2 separate regions of the Anser cygnoides genome follow, and region 1 is linked to region 2. Evidence: chromatin contacts called from public Hi-C data. All regions are on one chromosome and are shown on one strand. Each heading gives the region's core, a stretch centred on a gene start, on an enhancer-like site or on the middle of the called end of the contact. The rest is flanking DNA. Distances are from core to core; before and after follow the strand shown.

What was found. Hi-C and Micro-C count contacts between places; a contact is called where the count stands out from the background.
Region 1: a Hi-C map of liver shows a contact between it and region 2, with 2.5 times the contacts expected there. The contact joins the promoter of DDX20 here to the enhancer-like site in region 2. A contact is called at or near these places in 5 of 7 Hi-C or Micro-C datasets (fetal liver, granulosa cells and liver).

The regions. Positions count from the first base shown.
Region 1 is chr25:5,921,669-5,924,368 of Taihu_goose_T2T_genome, reverse strand. DDX20 (DEAD-box helicase 20) reads right to left here and starts at 1,441. Exons shown (of 11, transcript XM_048070874.2): 1 at 1,221-1,441; 2 at 1,023-1,117; 3 at 739-907; 4 at 333-447; 5 at 109-251. The coding sequence starts at 1,413.
Region 2 is chr25:5,883,346-5,886,045 of Taihu_goose_T2T_genome, reverse strand. RAP1A (RAP1A, member of RAS oncogene family) reads right to left here. Exons shown (of 9, transcript XM_048070881.2): 8 at 2,639-2,700; 9 at 1-459. The coding sequence ends at 2,668. Among named protein-coding and RNA genes, the nearest start is that of INKA2, 28 kb to the left of the region's middle. Within about 2 kb of position 1,430, at least 2 of the 3 cell types and tissues checked have open chromatin away from gene starts, as enhancers often do. A contact at or near this core is called in fetal liver and liver, where this site is marked.

The DNA.
Region 1 (2,700 bases), core at 192-2,691, 38 kb before region 2:
TTAAACAGATGAAACACACAAAGAATCTAAAAATTTTTAGGATGCATGCTTTGGTTTTAGGATACTCTTCTAAATCTATTGATAAGATTATCAATAAAAATGGCTCACCAATGAGACTTGGATCAGTAGGATTCAACCTCACAAACGTTGGTTCTCTCATATACCTGGTCAAAGCATTAGCTAATGATTCAGGATAAGTAGCTGAAACAGCAAGCATCTGTTTATTGTCTGGCAGTGAAGAGTAAATCCAACTATGAGAGAAAAAAATGGGAATGACTAAAAAACATGCATCTAATCTGCAGATAAATGCATAAGGTATATGGTTTTCTTACTTGATTTGCTCCTGAAAGCTGCCTTCTTCTAGAAGCTTGTCTGCTTCATCAAGAATGAAGAGACGGATACTAGCTGTATTCAAGTAGTCCAACTCTATGAGCTGTTTTATTCGACCTATGTATGAAGAAAAAAGTAAACTGAGCTTCACAAATATTAACTCAAAGGTTCTAAAGGTAAGTTTCACAGTACTTAGTTTTTAAAATTCACTTTAATAAGCCTGCAAAAAAGCCATATTTATTATAATCTTTTGCTAAAAATACTATCTTGATCTAAACATTTTTGTCACTGCCCTTTGGGACTCTCCTCTATTATTAACAAAAGGAAACCAGACTTCAAACATAACGTTTTTTTGTGCTGTGAAATACTACGCAGTATCCAATGAAGTACAACGTAGCACATCCTCACCTGGCGAGCCAACTGCTATATGGCATTTCTTTAGTCTGACTTTGTCCTGGTTCAAAGGCGTCCCTCCAATGAAGACATGGCATTCCAAACCTTCCAGTTTTATTCCAATAGTTGTGATTACCGCATGGATCTGCACAGCAATCTCTCGTGTAGGAGCCAAAATAAGGGCCTGTAAGTGACAGAGAATTACATCCAAATGCCACAAGATAGTTCAGAAGCTTAAAGCTTTCTATTCCCTCCCACAGCCCAAGGCAAACCACCTCACAACGGGGCCCGGCGCTCACCTGCGTGGCCGGGCTCTCCAGCATCAGCGCGTCCAGGGCGATGGTGGAGAAGACGCAGGTTTTGCCCGTGCCGGACTTGGCCTGCACGATGAGATCTGCAAGGAGCCGCCACAGGAGTCAGGGGGGCAGGCGGCGGCCTCCAGCCCCGCTCCCCGCCCCGCGGCCTCCCCTGCGCCCCGCGCCCAGCCCGCCGCTCACCCAGCCCGCAGCGCCCCAGCGGAATGGCCTTCAGCTGCACCGGGGAAGGCCTGTGGAACCCAGCCGCCTCCAGCCCCGCCAGCACCGGCGCCGACAGCAGCAGCGACCCGAAGTCGGACGGGCCCCCGGGCACCGCCACGTCCCGCGTGCGGAACCGCTCCCGGCCGCCCGCCGCCTCCGCGGGCGCCGCCATCTTGGGAGCGGGCAGCGGGCGCGCGCGCGGCCTCTCGCGAGAGGCGCCCCCGGCCCATGGCCGCCGGGGCGGGGCCGCGCCGCCAGGGGGCGCCCGGGGGCTGACGGCGCCGCCCGCGCCCAGCCCGGCCCTCAGGGGCCGCGTGGGCTGGGTTCCGGCTTGCCCCGTCGTTTGTGTGCGTTACCTTGACGAAATTCTGTTAACCTCGTAAAAAAACAGCCGGTGGAACTCGCATCTTCGAAGTGTGGAAGCTGACGGTGCCCGTTATTGCCAGCTGGTGGATCCCAGAAGTTGGGCGTGGGATAGTTTGCGTTCAGTTACAAATTACTAAGGGTTTTCAGTAAACTACTGATGACTTTCTGGTTTCCTGCAGTCAGTGGAAACGGTCCTCCTGCCCTGCCTCTGATCTGATTTCACACTCTGGCGGGGAATACTGCTACTCACCGAAGTTTTATCTACACAGCATGTATGAGAATCATAGATTCATCAAGTTTGGAAGAAACCTCCAAGATCATCTAGGCCAATCATCACCATACTACCAATGTCACCCACTAAACCGTGTCCCTAAGCACCAACTCCAAACTCTCCTTAAACACCCCTGGGACGGTGATGCCACCACCTCCCTGGAAAATTAATTAATCCTGCTCTTCTGAGGCCGCTGTCTGCCGTTGCCTTGCCTAGTGCCACTGCTTGCCCTCAGAACAGATACCTCCCTTCCTCTCTAAGACTTCAGAATCCACACGCTCCTGTGTCCTCAGGCCTCTGCTCCTTCCTCCTGTCCCTCCTCAGCTGCCCTCTGTGGGGCCTGGAATTGCCTGGGTTCAGTAAAACCCACAGTCCTCGCCAGCTGGCACACCGCTGGTCCGCATAGCACAGGGAGCTGCCAGGATCGCCCGTCCGACAGCTTGTCTTAAACCTGGTAGCTCTGACCTAATTAGGAACGAGGTAACGCAGGCAGAAACGAAGACCATCCGCAGGCGATCAGGAGGTGCAGGCCACCCCTCCGAACAAGACGAGGGCAGGGGACAGACCATCCATGCCTGCCCATGTCTGCCACAGGGCCAGGGCCAGCGCGTTGAGTCAAGGCACAGGCTGTGCTTTGGGGGGTAATCGACACAACACATCTTTTCAGCTAATTTCCTGGCATTTTTTCTACCAACATTAGCAATTATTTCCTGTTTACAGCAATAAGTGAGGCTGTGACTCCCCACTGTGAATCTCAATAGATGCATTTATCTACATAGAAGCAGTTAATGATGATGTTTATGAGACAGCAATCCTTTATAT
Region 2 (2,700 bases), core at 181-2,680:
AAAAGTTATTTGTTGCTGTGAGTTCAAAGGGAAATTTTAGGTAATATATATCTATAGTTATAGATATAATATATAATGGTGGAACATTTTAGTGCTTGATGGGGAGAAATTATGGTAAAAGGGTCAATATGAAATTTTAATTATAGTAGCAATATCTAACATTTGAAATGCATCCATGCTCCTTTGTATAATCATACACTAGAGTCAATTATATTTATTTTCACATCTGTTAACTGCTATTGCAAAGGAGAAATACTATTGTCTTAAATTTCCAAGAGATATACACAGAGCAATTTGTTTTTCCAGGGACTGTGTGCAAACCATTTTAAGATCTAAATTCTTCTCATGGTATATAAAAACAGGAGAAGCGTCTTCAGATATGTTGCTAATTTCCATAAGGTTTTGATGTCGGGAATGCTGGCACTTTCCATTTAGGCAACAGTTCTTCATTCCTGCAATCTAGAAAAAGTAAAAAAAACAAGGTGATGGTGTGAACGTTTCTCATCCTACTGACGAACAACCTCAGACAAAGGCCTGAGAGCTTCCCCAGACAACTGCCTCTACACGTCTGTAGAAACACGCAGATTTCAGCAGGAAGAGGTTATCATCGAATCATAGAATATCCCGAGTTGGAAGGGACCCGTAAGGATCATCAAGTCCAACTCTTCCTTCGCTGTTGTGGTTTGCTCCTACTGTCCTTTGAACTCTGAGATACAGAGAGAGAAAAGCCTTTGGAAAACAGAACCGTTTCAGAAACAAGTTCTTGTTTTGTCACGAACACAGCAGCAGTGACAGAGAGCTGCCTCCCCATCCCGCTGTCCTAACAACAGTGCCTTACGAGGCAGGTAGCCTCTGCTCCAGGCTGCGTCCGGCTCTAGTGGGTGATGAATTCAGCAACGGCAGAACAATTTATGGGAGGGCAATTTCATCTTTTATCTCTCTGAGATGCTGCCCAAGTATAACGAGTTGGAGACCGCCCTGAGCCCTGTTCCAGCCGTAACAAGGAGGCAATCGGTTAGGAAGAGATTTACAAACACCAGGGGAGGCATTGCAGAGTATTTCAATCATCTGGAGCAGCTCTGGAGGCACAGGTAGAAGCAGCCAGTGTTACAGGAGCCCCATCAGCAACTGACTGAACACAAGGACACTGGGTGAGCCACTGGCAGCTGCCGAGCCCTTCGGCACCGCACCGAGGCCAAGCAGGCGCCGCAGCACAGCTCAGCTCAGCTCAACATAGCTCAGCTCAGCTCAGCACAGCCAGCCTGGCAGACAGTGCATCCCCAGGGCTGGGGGTGCCTGGCTCCGAGAAGCCATCCTGGCTGACGCCACACTAGCTAAATCCAGATATATCGCCTGAGGAACAGGAAAAGCCACTTGAGATATACTCTTCAGTTTCTTTTCCTTAAACCATTGTTTCCCCACAGGACTAAGCTATTATTTTACGACATTCAGAGCTCAGGATAAGAGACTCAATCAATAAATAAAGCACAAATCATCAGCAGCCAGGTTAACTGCATAGCTCCACTTGTCCTGCTCAATCACAGCTAGGCTAAAGAAACATCCGCCCACAGCGTGCCCTCCAGGTCTGGCAGAAAGGCAGTTAACCACCAATTCCAGGAATTCATCCTTGAAATTCTTCCTACCTAACCAGAAGTTTGTTTTAAACGCTGCAGGATAAGGGCACTTGGGCTGCTTCGCCAGCTGCCATACCTAAGAGAACAGCTTTTGGTGGGTCACAGCAATGACCGGAGGCTGGCAGCCTGGGCACCTGTGGGACATCGACGGCCGACGCGCCGTGAATTAACCCGTCCTGACCCAGCCTGCAGGGCTGGCCCGGGCTGCAAATCTGCCCCGCTGCGTTTCCAGCCAAATGCTCTTTGCACAGCCAACACCACCTGAGATGATTTGTTTGCTTTCTGACCACTTCCTGCTTCCCAGCGCTGAGCAGGGCTACTTCCCCTGCACACCTCTGTCTCGGCACCGCCACGCAGCACACATGTGTGCTGAGATGCTGACGGTTCAGAGGCATGGCCTGGTGGTATTCCTGTCCAAAATCTGAAGCTACAGAAATGCTGCTTGCTTCCAGGAGTGCGACAGAACAGCTGTAAGCACACAGAGTGCCCTGCCAAGATACACAGGAAGATTATTTATAGCATATGTCCAACCTTGTTTTTTGTTGTTTTTTCCCCCCTGGCGGTCAGCTTTTCATTTTTCTGCCGTTGAAATCCATGTCCCACCCAAACCAACTTGCAATTGTCCTTGTATCAGCTAGGGCTGAGACAGCAGCTGCGACAACACTGCCAGTTACCCGAACGCCACTGAACTTCAGTAGAGGATAAAAAGGAAGCAAAACTGACCCAGGATGGCTCCAACTATGGTGTCACATGACAGAGGGAGAACCTACACGAGCGAGAAGGCAACACCTCACCCATCTCCATCAGTTCCTGCTCTAACTGGTGCATTCATCAACCCAAGCAAAAGGAGAAAGGGAGCAAGGCAGGTATTTCTCTGCCAAGTCAGTCAGTGGAACTGGTTTTCAAAGTCCAACAAATGCAGCAGACAGGGAAGGAATTACATGTTTTGGAGCAGCTCAGGGTCAGATTACCTGGGCTGCAGGTGTAGTTCAGACACCTCTTACCTGGCTCAGAGCTGCTGCACGATGGGAGTCTAAAGCAGCAGACATGATTTCTTTTTAGGCTT